Regions from separate parts of the Mus musculus genome. Here all the other regions are linked to region 2. Evidence: chromatin contacts called from public Hi-C and promoter capture Hi-C data. All regions are on one chromosome and are shown on one strand. Each heading gives the region's core, a stretch centred on a gene start, on an enhancer-like site or on the middle of the called end of the contact. The rest is flanking DNA. Distances are from core to core; before and after follow the strand shown.

Evidence for each region. Promoter capture Hi-C pulls out the DNA fragments that hold promoters and counts their contacts. A called contact is a pair of places that touch in the nucleus more often than the background predicts.
Region 1: a promoter capture Hi-C map of pre-B cells shows a contact between it and region 2, with 2.7 times the contacts expected there. The contact joins the promoter of Fntb here to the promoter of Ppp2r5e in region 2.
Region 3: a contact with region 2 is called in a Hi-C map of cortical neurons, with 3 times the contacts expected there. The contact joins the enhancer-like site here to the promoter of Ppp2r5e in region 2. A contact is called at or near these places in 10 of 39 promoter capture datasets (the 3T3-L1 cell line, cranial neural crest, frontonasal cranial neural crest and 5 more), 5 of 484 Hi-C or Micro-C datasets (cerebellum, cortical neurons, nephron progenitors and 1 more), 9 of 115 datasets of contacts at active chromatin or transcription factors (SST interneurons, astrocytes, embryonic forebrain and 5 more) and 2 of 9 other capture datasets (embryonic stem cells and pancreatic islet).

The regions. Positions count from the first base shown.
Region 1 is chr12:76,836,053-76,838,752 of GRCm38.p6, forward strand. Fntb (farnesyltransferase, CAAX box, beta) reads left to right here and starts at 1,415. Exons shown (of 12, transcript NM_145927.2): 1 at 1,415-1,599. The coding sequence starts at 1,456.
Region 2 is chr12:75,594,808-75,597,507 of GRCm38.p6, forward strand. It overlaps Ppp2r5e (protein phosphatase 2, regulatory subunit B', epsilon), which reads right to left and starts at 1,425. Exons shown (of 14, transcript NM_012024.3): 1 at 828-1,425.
Region 3 is chr12:74,325,445-74,328,144 of GRCm38.p6, forward strand. No RefSeq gene overlaps it. Among named protein-coding and RNA genes, the nearest start is that of Gm34552, 9.6 kb to the left of the region's middle. Within about 2 kb of position 1,392, at least 6 of the 459 cell types and tissues checked have an H3K27ac peak or open chromatin away from gene starts, as enhancers often do. A contact at or near this core is called in cortical neurons, where this site is marked.

The DNA.
Region 1 (2,700 bases), core at 165-2,664, 1.2 Mb after region 2:
TTCTGTCTTCTTGCTGTCCTTCATTGTTTTGTTATAGATGGCTACTACTTTGGTTTTCAGCTTAAGAGACCTAAAGAAAGAAGGGTCTGGCTCAGCCACCAAATTTAATTAGAACTCAGTTTCTTCTGTCAGTTTCAAAGACATTTTTATTTTCTTTCCTTTCTAATTTCGAAAAATTTCATTCTGTGTGTGAGCCTGTATTTACTGTGCCTTCTCTTTTCTTTAAAGTTCTAGTTTGTTTCCTTTTTTTGTTTAATTGTTTCTGAAGAGAGAGAGAGAGAGAGAGAGAGAGAGAGAGAGAGAGAGAGAGAGAAGATGTGGAGTTGGGTGGATGGGGAAATTGGGAGGATTTGGGTGAGGGAAACTGTGATTTGAATATATTGCATGAAAAAATCATTTTCAAATATATACGTATGTATATATATATGAAACAGTAACATTAAAAACGTGTATGGGTATTTTGCCTGCATGTGCACATGTGCATTACTTGTGTGTATGTTGTCTGTGGAGGCCAGAAAAGGGCGTCAGATCCTCTGGACCTGGAGTTATGGGTGGCTGTAAGTCTCCAGGTGGCTGCTTGGAATCCTGTGGCGCTGCAGCCCCTGCTGAGCCACCCGTCCAGGCCTGACTCTATTATTATTTTCTGTCATACCATAATTGGAAGCTGTCAAATATTTATGTTCACTTATTTAATTCTGCCTATTCCTCAAAAATGAAATTCAGATGTAATCTAAGGAAAAGGGCATTGTAATTTTGTTCACTTCTGCATTCCTGGGCTCTGGCACGGAACAAGTAGCAGGAGCTCCATGAATATTTGTTGATATTTCTTTGGATGATGCATTTACACTCATTTCTTCTATGGTATTTTAGTTTCTTTTAGTTTCTGCCATTGCACTGTAACCTCCAAAGGAGAAAATTACAGTACTACATTTCTCTATCTCTGAGTATTGAGACCTGCAATTCTGCTAATGCACAGAAAAGCTGAGGCTTCTCCTAAGAGGCTGTCAAGGACCCAAAGGTGCATGGTAATTCTATTAGTTAATAGCGTGACTGAGGTACTCAAGAGAGATGTCAGAAATGCTTTTTTTTTTTTTTTTTTTTTTTAGGTTACATTCTTAGGGTTCTTGAACAGCTGAAATCGCAAGCTACTGCATTACAATTAGGCGAGAGCGAAACGTTGACGTTTTCTTTTTTATTATTTGCATAACGAACCGAGGCATCCTAGATCTCCTTTCTCCAGAAAGCTGATCTCCTGCAGCAGCTCATCTGTCCGACGGGGGGCGGCAGTATCCCAGTAACTCACTTCTTGAAGATGTGTAGGTGGGAGGAGAGATTCGCGTTCAAAATCTTTTTGACTCTACGGACTTTCCGTAGCGCCTTAGCCCGCTCGAGTTTCAATGCGCGTTGTTGCTGGATGAAGCTGAGTCCTATACAGCGCTCGCAGCTCTCCCGATCATGGCTTCTTCGAGTTCCTTCACCTATTATTGTCCTCCATCTTCCTCCCCTGTTTGGTCAGAACCGCTGTATAGTCTGAGACCTGAGCACGTGCGGGAGCGGTTGCAAGACGACTCAGTGGAAACAGTCACATCCATAGAACAGGTGAGGTGGCAGGACTGGGCGAGGCGCCCGCGCGGGGCCTTCTGGGAGTAGGAGTCCCTTTTGTAAGCCCGTCTCGGGGCAAAACTCTCCATGGAACTACAACTCCCGTAGTGCACTGCGCCCCCGCCCCCGAGCTCTAGGCGCCCAGACTGGGGCTTCCGAGTGGAGCGTTTTCGGGGCTTACTTGGGTAGGAGAGGGTTGTTGTCAGGGCTGGGTTTGGAGAACAGGACAGTACCCCTGATCTCTCTGCTTCGGACGTTGTAAAGGATCTTGTTTCGTGTCTGGAGTCCACAGCAGCCTGGGCGGACCAGGTAGTCCGCTCCGTTCTGTTTAGATGTCTTGAGGTTCTAGGACCGACCGCTCACTTTTCTTCACATGTTCGCAGTTTCCGGACATCTAGGGGATCGAACGGCCGGACTGTGGTCATGTCATCCCTAAATCGATTTAATTTCTGACCTATTGGGTCAGGTTGAGGCCTACCTCGTGGTGGGTAACCATTTGAGCACTTGCTGTTGAACGCTGGAAATACAGAAAAAGATAACAGCCCCTAGGCAAGAGCCTGGTTGGGCAAGACAGACTGGAAAACTGTATAGTTCGGAAAGCACAAAAAAGTATGGAGTTTGAACTGCTTGTGATTCACTAAGGCCTAGAGTGTACCAGACATGCCATTTTGAAAAGTGTTTTAAGGTGTGAGTAGTGAGTTGATAGCTTACATTTTTCTCACTCTCCATTTGGAATTGTTCCCAAATCGGTTGTTGTAGAGCTGTTTACCCATCTGTTACTAGAAGTGGTCAGGATGAGTCCTGTCGCTAAGGAATAGGCATTCAGCCACTTACTAAAATAAGATCTTACTAAGATCACTACTCAGGCTTAACTGTGGAGGGACCGGCTTCATCTTATCTTAAAGCTGTGAGCCTCTATTTAGGCAAAACTAGCAGCAAATAATGACTGTATAAAAATTTCAGTTTTTATGTGTGCGAATGTGTGTATGGCATGTGTTTGTACGTGTTGATACCAGGACACACAATATGTGGGTTCGGAAGATCCAACTGAAGTTGGCAGGCTTGCATAGGAAGCACCTCTACCCACTGAGCCATCTC
Region 2 (2,700 bases), core at 175-2,674:
AAGTTATTTTCTTTTAACTCTAATTTGGCTTGAAATATAATGTGACATATAAAAAACGGAATAATAAATTATAAATACTATCGAAAATGTCAGACCTCAGCAAGAAGTTCCACATCGCACTGGTATGCTGTAAATTTAGGGACGAATATTACAATTTCATCTGGGAATTATTTAGATTTCACTCTAACCCTAGCAACACAGATTTCTGTAAGCCTCGTTCCCCCCATCCCTCATTCTGTCTCTATTTCTCTTCTCTCATCTCTAACGATGATCTATAGGCAGCTTTCTTTTTCATCATTTGCCTCTTATGCGCGCAGCTCTGAATAAAATGTCAAGGATCTCAACTCAAAGCATTGCAGAAATGATGGTAACAGCGGGGTCCCTGCAAAGCCCAGGGAAACAGGTTTCACCTGGGCCACTGCACCCAAAGCGTTAGCATTCTCTAAAGAGCACACTACTGGGGCTTTTCCAAGGGGGAGGTATGAAAACAGGGAAGTGGCCTGTTTGTCTGCAGGTATGTTCACATAAACCCCAAGCCCTGGAGAAGCTGCGCGGCCACGGAATCTTCCTCCCTGCTCCCCCGCCCCCGCCGGGGGGGGGGCAAGAAAACGCCTCAAAAGAGGGAGGAAAAGGAGCCGGCGAGGCCGAGGAGAAGAGAGGTGCTGGCCTCCAAAGCCTCTGCAGGTAGATCAGACAAGTGGGCCGGGCGCTTGCTCCCGCTCCCCCCACCCCGCCGCACCCCTCAGCTGCCTGGGCCCGGCCTTCCCGAGCCCGCCGCTCCGCGGGTTCCCCGGGAGGCAAGCCGCGGGACCCGAAGCTGAAGTTACCTTGAAGCTCCTGGGAAAGAATCGGAAGATGATCTGTGGCTGCGCGGAGTGGGCTGCGAGCTAGGGGCCGCGGCGGGGGCGGGCGACGGCCCGGGACGCACGGGGGGAGGTCCAGGCAGCGGCGGAGAGCCCCGGGCTACTACGGCCGTCCGGGGCGACGTCCCTCCGGTTCCGCGGTAGCGGCAGTGTTTCTAGGCCTCTCGGCTGGCCCCTAACCTCAGCGCTCCGGCAGTGGCAGCGGCGGCCTCACGAGCCTCCCCCGCGGGCCCGTCCCATCAAATCGGCACCGACCCGGTTGCGGCGCGGCCGGTGGCTCTTCGTTCACATTCCCGGCGGGCGGCGCCTCTGCTCGTTGCACCGGACCCGGCGGCGGTGGTGGCGGCGGCGGCGGCGGCGGCGACGCGGGGAGGGGGAGGAGGGAGGAAGCCTGGATTTGCAGCGGCAGCAAGCGCGGGAGTCGGGAGGAAGAGTTGGAGCCGCCTGAGCCGCCGCTGCCAGAGCCGCCGTTCGCTACCCGCGCAGGGTCCCCGTCAATGCCCCTTTCTCTCTCCTATTGTCAATATCACCGGGCGGCTGAGTCCATGGCACAGGCGCAACCGAACCTCCTGGCTAGCAGAGCCCGCCTCCGACGCCCGCCCACTGGAGACTTCAAACGGGAAGCGAGACTTCATTGGCCGGCGCGCGCCTTCACTCCCAGGCCAGCACGTTCGGCTGAGAGCTGGTCGGGGATTGGCGGCGCGGGGGGGCGGGGAAACAGGAGGGTGTGAAGGGACGGGGCCCTCGATTGGGCGAGGCGCGGGGGACCCGGATGCTACCGTGAGCTCGGGCGACCGGGCCGCCGTTTCCGCCAGGGCGCCTGAAGTGGGGGTACTGCGGCGTCTGCTAGGCCTGAGGAGAGCTCGGCGGGCGCGCCCGAGACTGGAGCTTCCGCCAGGCGGAACCCTGTGGACCGCGAGCGTCTTCACCCGGGTATCCGAAGGCCACAGGGCGGCCGTCCTGGTGCCTCACGGTTCAGCCCGCAAGCCCCACTCCGCACGGAACCCACGGCCCCCTGAGCCCTGTGTAAACGCGGCCATGGAAGCCGGCAGAAAAATACCCCAGTGGCTGTCCTTCGCTCAACTCGTGGGAGGCCTGGCCACCGGTTGGACTCTCACCTGGTCCCCCCAAAAGCCAGTTCTGAATATCAGCTCTCTGATGCCCCTGCCAGGCTCGGCGGGGGCCCGCGCTCCGGGAGTTAATGCAGATGGCAACTCTGCAGTCTCCCATTCAGAATACCCGCATTCGCCCTTTCAGGACTCCGAAATACCCAGCCCCCAACTCGACAGATTTTAATTGATAGTTTGAGTCTGAGTTTAAACAGAAGACTTACCTCTATCTAGAACGAGGACGAAAATACATACATGTTTTTGCATCATTGGTGAACCCTAGGCCAAATGGTACGTTTCCAAAGAATATTCTTAGACCATCAATCAATTTGAATGCAGGCTACGTACAATAGTTAAAAGAAGAAAAAAATACTAACTACAAAGATCAAACTACCAGCTGCTCAAAATTTGGAAATCTGGGAGGGGAAATACAGGAGAAATAATATTATAATCCATAAACCCAAAATAACCAGTCATTTTGATGTAGTTTTAGTATTATATTTCATATATGTATATACACACAAGTATATATATATATATGTATATATATATGTATGTATACATACATACACACATGTATGTATATTCTTTTTCAAACTCAAAATGCTTCATCCTGTAGCCGAGTTTTTCCTCTCAGTATCATGTCATGTTCTGTACAGTTAAGGAATATACATTTATAAAGCTCTCTGTATCATACCCACAAGTGCTAACCATGCGTTTGCGTTTCT
Region 3 (2,700 bases), core at 142-2,641, 1.3 Mb before region 2:
GCTGAGGTCTAAGAATTTTGTTGGCCAGTCATTCATGTAGGCTGAATATTTAAACTTAGTATTACATCGGTTCCTAATGTTTTCCTATCTCCTGAGTAGTTGCTTAAGTCTCTTTTGGAAGAGACTGGGACATTTATTCTTGGTAAAGGTACTGCATTCTTCCTCCCGGAGGACTGGTGTCTCCTTCATCAGTAGCTTCTTGTTGTAGAGCCTGGCTCAGATCTGGAGACTGGAGGACAGCCTTCCAACTCTTGGGTTTCCTCTGGTGATACAGCTAGACTATCTGTGTGGACTGGCATCTGGCGCTCTCTCAGGGAGCTGCTATTGAGTGGCCATGTCCATAGGCCTGGCTCTCTCTTGTCTGTACTTTGTTGTCACAAATTATAATAATTTATATGCCTTCTTCTTGTTAAGTTCTGGGCAACATGGCATCCACCATTCCAAAGATGAAGAATGCTTTTGGTATTGGTAAGCCTTAGGAATCAATTGTTGCACTAGGCTATGGCCTATGTGGAGATACCATGACCAAGCTATTGCCCATTGAACTAGAAGTTTCTTATTGCTTTGTTATCATATAACCTTCCTATGAAACAGAGCATCCTGTTAGATTTTCTGGCTTTGCATTCCCATTTTGATAATCCCATCTTCATACTTTTGCATCTCCCCTGCCATTGCCTTAAGGTAATTATGATGTTATTTCACTGTGGGCCCATAACCATGTTCATGTTCTGAGAAGGTATCTTAGTCACATGTCTGCACCGTTTCCAAGGTATCCTTGCCAAGGTTATGCTGTGTCATAACAAATTGCTCTCAATTTCATAAGTGTTTATTCAAATTTGTTTTATCCATCTTGGTCTAGAACATTCAAAACCTTGCCCTATTTCTAGGTTTCTGGCCACTTCCACATCATGCAGTTATTTCAGGGTAAACTCCCCTCTTTATTTCACCATGTTCTCAACTGAGTTATGCTGTGACTTAACAATATTTATCGACCAAGTGGGAAGGAAGGATCGGGGCAAATCTTGAGAGGGCATATGTTCCATTGTGTGAACAGGATCTCTATCGTGGTCCTTAAGCAAACTGAGTGACATCCCATAACTGAGGGGTTGAGCCACGTTCGTAGGCACAGGATTGCATGGGTCTGGAGACTCGAGATCTTGTAGTCCATTAGCCTGATGTCCCTGTCCCATGTGTCTGCATCCTGTTCTTTTCTTGTCTATACTTTGATTGTGGGAGAGCAGTTTTCTTCCTTGGCTTTCATCTTCTGTGGACACTGGTTGTTCCACTGCGGGGTTCACAGCTTTTTCTGCTCCCCTTCTGAGGCGATAAGAATCTATTTTGCCACCAAGTATTTTGCCTTTTATATTTAGCCATTGTCAATTTATTCATCTCAGCTTTTTGTGATTTCTTTTCTAGGGCATCAACAGATGGCAGTAGCTACCGAATTCTACTGTCCTTATGGTAGCTATTTCCTCAAAATCTATGCATCCCAGCCACTTTAGTTCCAGAAATTATGCTATTCTCTGGGGGCAGAAAGTAACAGACATTTGTTCAAATGTTTCTCAGACCTACTCTGCATCCCAGGTGCTGTTCCAGGTGCTCAGGGCAGAGTCATCCACGCAGCATACAGAAAGTGCTGTACTCAAGAGTCGCTGATACAGCAGAGAGGCACTGTCCTCACTCTGTGCACAGTCCTAGACTTCTCACCCTTAAAGGCAGGAGAGGTTGTCAGAAACTCTCACCTTGGCATTTCTGCCATTTGGCATCGCTCCTTGGACTGAGGGCTTGCAAAGTGATCCCCCTGGAAAGCTGGCTGTAAGGTGAGAGAGAGGAGTTCAGAGGCTTATTAAAGGCTTATTAAAGGATGCTTTTGGTAATGGCCTTGAGATTGTTCCTTGTGGACAAAATGGAGAGAGGGGAAGAAGGAGGAAAGGATGGAGGGGATGTGAGTGAAACAGAGACAGAGAGACACAAAGAGTCTCTGATGAGCTCTGATAATAGCATGGTTCTGCTGAGGCCTGTATGGACCCACACTGATCTGACTTTAGGTATGGGCTGTACTCAATCGAGGTCTGGCTCTAGCGGACCTCCCTTCCCCACAGGTTATCCACTCTCTAGAGCAGGCTGGCAGCAGGACTTGTCCTTCCTTCCTGAGGGAGGATCTGGGTGGTGACAGGTCCACAGGGACATCTTCTCCATCCAAACATGCCCAACTCTAGGGTGGGCGAGCAAGCTGGCCGGAGAAGGAGAAACAACATGGAATCATAGGGGTGAGAAAGCTTGGGAGACGAGCCACGTGGGTACAGTGCTTTCTGTATGAAGGGTGCATACATAACTTTCTGCGTGATGGGTGCATACATAAGCACTCCGTGCTCAGCACCTGGCATGTGGAATGGGCTCTAGAAACATTTGAACAGACAGATCCTGACAGAGTGGGGACTATATGTTTCTACCCCTTTTAATGAGAGGCTATTTCTTCTAAATAAGACATTAAAATTGACATATTATGGCCTTAATGTTAAAATGATTGGATTTTGATGTTAGTTAATTAGTATTTATCAAGTAGTGTTAAACTGGAAAAAAATAATTGCTCTCTTTTCCTGAGACATACTCACATAAACAACAGTTTTGTTCCTAACTCACATTTTTTTTGGACATGTATGTGTGTGCACACGTCTGTTTTCTTTCATAGATCTGGTG